Linked DNA regions of Ovis aries: region 1 is linked to region 2. Evidence: chromatin contacts called from public Hi-C data. All regions are on one chromosome and are shown on one strand. The core of a region is the stretch at or near the end of the contact, and the rest is flanking DNA. Distances in the headings are between cores, read along the strand shown. Region 1 has its middle 58 kb from the start of RHBG. Region 2 has its middle 15 kb from the start of RHBG.

Region 1 (3,118 bases), core at 408-2,907, 42 kb after region 2:
GGAAACAAAATCTCAATGTTGCGCTTAGATTCTTACCCCAAAATGAAAATGTGTTGCCACATAGCTATATCTAGACCAGCAAGATGGATAGGCTTTATCTCCAGTGACCTCGGCATCTACACTATGCATTTATTTTTGTGTCTGCTCCTGGATCTGGCTGCGTTTCTCTGTGGCCATATGATTCAGAACAGTAAAAGAACTAAAGAGGCAGTGAGAGAAAGCGAGACAAATGGAGCAGAGAGAAACTGAGAGCTCTGAGAGGCAGAAGCCTTCTCGAGAGAAAGAGATAGGTGCTAAGAGGCACCAGAAAGCCAGTCAGGAGCAGGGAAGACCAGAGGGTGGCAGTCGGCCAGCCCCAGGGGCTGCACTTTCCATTCTCTATCCCCCGTTAGAGACTGGGCATGTGGTCCTCAGTTTTGCCTGTTTCTTCCCCAGGCTCAGCCCAAAATTGGTGAGTAGATGTGCAGCTTCTTCAGGCACATCCTGGAGTCATTTGGACAATGGATCAAATCCTTCCCAGGGCTGCCCGCTTAGACACCCATCTCCTGGCAGCCTGGCATTCTACGATGGGGACTTGCCTGCCACGGGGACTCGCCTGCCTGTGTTTCTCTTTTGAACGAGAGGCACTTTCCTGTCTCTGTGGTTCTCCTGCACAATAACTGAGCTCCAAACCTATGGAGCTCTGTGCGTGCACCTAAACATCTCTTATCTTTCTCTTTTACAATTTTAATCTCTCTGGCAACCCCATTGGACATCCATATTTGCACATTACCCGGTGCGGTTGTTAGGAGCTGTGTGTGGAGCGGATTTGTGTATGGCACGAAAAGGTTTATGTTTTTATCCAGCACAGTCTATGTGCCAGCTCTCAGGCTCCACCATCCATTGGCCAGGCATGTCTGGCCACCACTGCTACAGCCCAGGGCATCCTCCAAACCCAGAACTTCTGAGGTACAAATCAGATCGTTTTCTACCCCCAAAGATCCCCCCTAAAGCTGCCAAAATCTCCCCTTTTGATGGGCTGATAATATGTCAGATACATCTGGTTGTCTCACAAACCAGTCTTTCACCGCAGAACTCCCATGGTGCCAAACAATCACAGCTGCCCTGGAAAGGAGACAGACCTCGCCACAGAGACTTGGTCTAGCATGCCAGCCTGATAACAATACCCAGGAGCTGGAGAGAGATTTTCTCCTTGACATCTCCCTAGTTGTCTATTGGTACCTATATCTGTGTACATGCGTTACTTTTATTCTTAGAATGGTATATATCTCCTCTGCTCATTTTCACAAAAATAATGGTCTCCATGTGGGCACCTGGCCAAACACCCGCTCTGTGTGGGATATGTGTGGCACGGAATACATCCTGGCACACATATTGCGTGCCTGCTTTATACTCTAACACGGTGCCATTTTCTTGGTGCAGTGCCCGTTTCTGTGCTTCACAGAGGGTTCTTTAGGTCTGATGCTCATTTCTGGGGCTCAGGCTCTGGGGTTTGAGCTGGATCCCTCAGCCAAACAAGCTGCCAGTATTCCCCACCTTAGGAGCCCGGATAACGTTAGTCCTGGCAGAGCTACTGAACTCCGGGTGGCTGTGTATACGGCCATGGCTGGGCCCGCTGGTGAGGCCAGGCAGGCTCCCTCCCCACCGCCTGGTGCGCTCCTCAGGGTCACCACTGCAATGGGCTGAGTCAGCACTGAAATCCCCCTGAGCCGCCTTGTGTGCAGAAGTAGGTTTGCGTGTCTGTTCGCAGGGTGCTGGCTGGTGTATGTATACTAGGATCACACATACATTCATATGACTACGCTCTGTGAGTGCTGTGTGTTGTTCGGGGCTGTGTGTGTGACATTTGTTGATCTGGGGGTTTGTTGGTGTGTGCAGCGCACGCCTTTGAGTTGGCTGTGGCTCGGCGTGCGTGTGGCTTGCGGACCATGGTCTGCAAGCCCCTGAATCCCAGTGTGTGTGAACCTGTGGCTTCTGTGTGTGAGTTGCGGGTCCCTGGGCAGGGCAGAAGCCCGGCGGGAGCACGCCGGTGCGGCCCCAACCGGCGTCCCTGCCTCTCCTCTGCGCTTTAGCTGGCAGCTGCGGTTCCGGCTCCCGCTTCCGACAAAGTCCGAGCACCGCAGCGGCTCGGGACGCGGACTCGCCAGGCCGTGTGGAGGGGGCTCCGGGTGGGAAGGGCGAGACGTGCTGTACCCTCGCTCCTTCCCCGTGCGGGACAGCTGACGCCTCCCGACGCGAGAGCCGCACGGCCGCGGGCGCCCGGGAGAGGAAACGAAAGCCCGGGAAGAGCCGAGGCCAGAAGTGAGCACGAGAAAATAGAGCATCGGAAACAGAAGGGAAAAACAAAATCTATCTGAAAAGAAACAGAACGTTAAAAGAGAGAAAATAACACTAAATGATTTTTTTTAAAAAAAGGAAACATACCCAAGGCATTTAAAATATTAAACTAAATAATAGAACGGCAGGGAAACAAAATGGAAAAGAAGAGTCTCCAAGACCCCCGAGGGGAATGGGGGCCTAGACGGGGCGACGCGGCGTTTGAGAGTTTCGGGGATCCAGACGGCTGCGCCCGCCAGAGCCGAACCCGCGGGGCCTCCTGGGCTCTCCCGCGCGCTCCCCGGACCCGGGTCCGGCGAAAAGCCCCGCTCAAAAGTCTGTTGGTCACCACTGCCCGCCGCCAGCAGCGGTGGCACGGAGGACCGCCTCTGTCCCCCATCTCCACTACTGAACCCACCCCGCGAGAGATAAAACCAAGAAAGATCCTCCGATTCCCCCCCATCCCCCAACTGGCAAGGTCAGTTCTTCCTAAGGTTCGTATTCTTGGCCGCGAGGCCCTTGTAGATGTCCCTCTGGGCTCCTGGCGACAAGCGGAGCCTGGGGAAAACAGGTCTGTTGAGAGCGTGGGGGCTTGAGGGCTTGAGGATCCCTGCCCGCAGCTTCGGGGCCCAGTCCCAGGCGGGAAGTCCTGGACTGTGGTGCAGGGCGAGGGGCTGAGTAATGAATAACCAGGAGAAGCTAGGGTTTAAGGGGAGCCTAGCAAGACAAGGAGAGGGAAGATGAGAAAAGAGGGGGCCAAAAATTGGGCGGGTAAAAGAGGAAGCAAGCGATGCGGGAGAGA
Region 2 (3,264 bases), core at 730-3,229:
ATTGCAGAAAGGTATCCTGTCCTGTGAGCCCCAGGAGGGTGGGAGTCTGGACAAGCAGAGGCCCATCCCCCATTCCATCCTGCGGAGCCTTCCCTCTAGCCCTGGAAAGATCCAGGTACAGTCAGCTGACCTGTTCTGCCCCCAAGCTCCCCGAGCAGTCCTCTGAGATCTGAAAGACTTACAGGAAAGGAGAGAGTTTGAGGATAAGACCCTCCCTGCCCTGCCTGGGTGGGTAAAGCTCCGATACATGAGTATTCATTTACACATACCACTGGCATTTTCCCACCTGATCTTTTCCTGCTCACTCCCGTTCTTTTCTGACCATAACCAAATCTCCAGGCTTGACTAAATGGGACTGCTCCAGCCCAGGCTGGTCACTGCTCCCATCTTAATCCAGGGAGTCTTCCTGAAGAAGTGACAATTGAACCATCCCTGGGAGAGGACAGTTACCAGCTTCTAAGGGAGGAAAGGCTGCAGGTCCCAGGGTGGCCCACCAAGAGGTCCTTGAGAAAGGAGGGACAGGGTGGTAGCTGCCCAGCAAGTGATGGCCCTGAAAATCCTATGGCCAAGCAGTTGAGGCTCCATTACTCCCTCAAAGCTGCTCACAGCCCAAGACACTGCTGAGATCTACAAGATCCAGAACCCTGGCTTCAGGGCTCAGGGGACTCTGTCCAGGGCTGAACTCTTCAAAACCAGGCCCTTGTTCTTTCCTCTTCTCCCTCCCATAGCTTTTCCTCTGGTGCCCAGCACCCTGGAGGGCAGTCCATAGGTCGTTCAGTCCGAGTGATGGACTAAGCCATCACCGTTTGCAGTTTGGGTACCGTCACTGCTTTCAGGCAGATAGCTCGGAGGGCAAGAAATGTCCTAGCTCCTGGGCTACCCTAGGAGCCTGTCTGCTGCCCTGCGACTGAGCCCCTCCCCCATCTTTCCTGTAGCCCCTAGCTCAGCACCATCCATCCCCCCCACACAGTGGCCCATCCATTCAGGCTGGGTTAACAGGGTGACAATGAGCAGGTCAAGGAGATGGCGGGGACAGGGGCCAAGGGGGCTCCTTCCTCACCTCTTCAGGACAAAGAGGCCTCTGCCCCTCAGGGACAGCCCCTCTGATCACCACCATTATTATTCTCAATGCAAGACAATCAGACACTTGCCCACTCATGAACTCTTGTCTGTCCAGCCCCAGTGCCCAAGTTCTGGGGACAATGACGGACGAGGACCCCGAGCCCCTGCTTGCCTCCCAGGGCCCCACTGATGGGGAAGACCAGCTACGCCAGAGGTCAGTGTCAAGCCAGCAGGGTCAGAACCCTTAGGGAAGGGTTTCTGGAGTTGGTCACTGTTCTGGAGTATGTGTGAGCGACAACAGGGCTTCCTGGCTAGACATCCGGCAGAGAGGCCCAAGGTTCCCCACGGACCTCGGGGTGCTTCTGTGCCTGTGTGGCCGGACCGCCCCACCACCCCCACTGCCCCAGGCCAGAAGCTCCGAGCTGCTCTTGTGACCTCTGGAGGACCCCGCCCTCCGAACCTGCGCAGCCTGGGAAAGGCCTGAGATGCCCCGCTATTGGGATTCAAATCACGGCGCACGGTGGCCCCAGCTCGAGGAGGAATTAGACACGGAGTGGGTGTCCGAAGTAGGGGGTGGTGGTGGTCCCGGGACAGACTAACTGGGCAGCCGTGCTCCCCCCACCTCACCCCGATATTTCTCTCCCACCGTCAGGATCTCCCCCACCCGCCGCCGCCCGACTCCGGGCGCCCCGTCCCCTTTGTCTGGCCCTCCCGCCCACTCCCAGCCGGGTCCGCCGCGCCGCCCCGCGCGCCGCGGCCCGTGCGCCCGCCGCCGCCGCCTCCCGGGAACAATGCGGGCCAATGTCTCCGGGCGGGCGAGCGGGCTATGCAAATGCCCAACGGCCTGTGAGAATCCCCCTCTGCCGCCGCCGCGTCTTCCACCGCCTGAAAGGGGCTGGCGGCCAGGCCCGGGTGGGGGAGGCGGCCCCTGCATAGGGATGAGCTATCGTCCCGGAGCGCCCGCCCGGGACAGAGTGCCATTGTCTCGGTGAGGCTGTCTGTTCGCCCATCGGAGCCGGCCAGCTCCAGGAGGAAGGCAGAAGACGACCAAAATCAGGCCTTGGAGCAAGGGAGGGGTGGTCACCCGTTCCCTCCACTCCTACTCCTCTCCCCAAAGAGCCTTAACTTTAGGGTCAGACCGTGGTGGGCCCTCAACTTGGCTACCCCCGCTCACTAGCTTGATGGCCTGCACAAACCAGTTCATTTCTCTGAGGCCCTGTATCCTGAAGGTTAAACCTAGCCTAGAGTTTCTGCTCTTCCCATCCTCCTTCCCTGTTAACTGCCCTCCCCATCTCCATCATTTTTTCACGTGGCATTGATCTGGGTTGTCTCTGGAGCCAGTTTCCTTCTAGAACCTTGAGGGAAATACTCATGTTTTCCCCAGAACAGGTTACTGGACAGGGTGAGCCCTAGGCCGAGTCCAGGCTGCCTTCCTGCTTCCTTCTGCTGCTACCAGTTAAGAAGGCCCACCTTTTATGGGAGAAATGCCAGCCATGCAGGCCTGAAGCTTCTCCAGTGACTAGGGGTTCAGCGATGAGGGTGCCACACAAAGTTCCCTCCCACAAGTGAAAGAAGTGTGTTCCTCTCCCCGCAGCCCAGGAGCCTGTGTCCATCTAACACATTGCACTGTTTGGCACTGGAGGAATAACAGTGGGCAAGAGACTCTGTGCTTGGAGCAGAGTCCATTTTAGTTGGGAACTTAGCCCTGGCTCTTGGGTGTTTGCAGGCTGAGCTCCAGTAAATGGACTTTCAACTCTGCAAGGTGCAGGACCTGATTTCACCTTTCCTAAATTCCCGCACAGGCTCAGGATCCGACACCCTCTCTCTCTCTAAGGTGAGAGCTATTTCAGAAATGGTGCCTGGGCCCTTCAAGCAGTGATGCTTCTGGGACTCATGAGGTTTGAGGTGGCAAAATCAACGGGAGCAACAGCAAAATGAGAACTGACCAGGGAAGTTCAGGTTCTCAGTCCCAGTAAGGCAGGTTTCCCTGGTGGCTCAAACGGTAAAGAATCTGCCCACTGTGCCGGAGACTCGGGTTTGATGCCCAGGTCAAAGAAGATCCTGGAGAAGGGAATGGTAACCCACTCCAGTATACTTGCCTGGAGAATTCCATGGACAGAGGAGCCCAGTGGACTGCAGTCTGCGGGGTCGCAAAGAGTCAGACATGACTGAGCAACTAACATATGCTCACAAGGCAGGAGA

What was found. Hi-C and Micro-C count contacts between places; a contact is called where the count stands out from the background.
Region 1: a contact with region 2 is called in a Hi-C map of hypothalamus, with 5 times the contacts expected there. The contact joins two enhancer-like sites. A contact is called at or near these places in 12 of 16 Hi-C or Micro-C datasets (blood, hypothalamus, liver and 6 more).

Annotation. Positions count from the first base shown.
Region 1 is chr1:106,403,869-106,406,986 of ARS-UI_Ramb_v3.0, forward strand. No RefSeq gene overlaps it. Among named protein-coding and RNA genes, the nearest start is that of RHBG, 58 kb to the left of the region's middle. Within about 2 kb of position 1,658, at least 7 of the 54 cell types and tissues checked have an H3K27ac peak or open chromatin away from gene starts, as enhancers often do. A contact at or near this core is called in hypothalamus, where this site is marked.
Region 2 is chr1:106,361,347-106,364,610 of ARS-UI_Ramb_v3.0, forward strand. No RefSeq gene overlaps it. Among named protein-coding and RNA genes, the nearest start is that of RHBG, 15 kb to the left of the region's middle. Within about 2 kb of position 1,980, at least 11 of the 54 cell types and tissues checked have an H3K27ac peak or open chromatin away from gene starts, as enhancers often do. A contact at or near this core is called in hypothalamus, where this site is marked.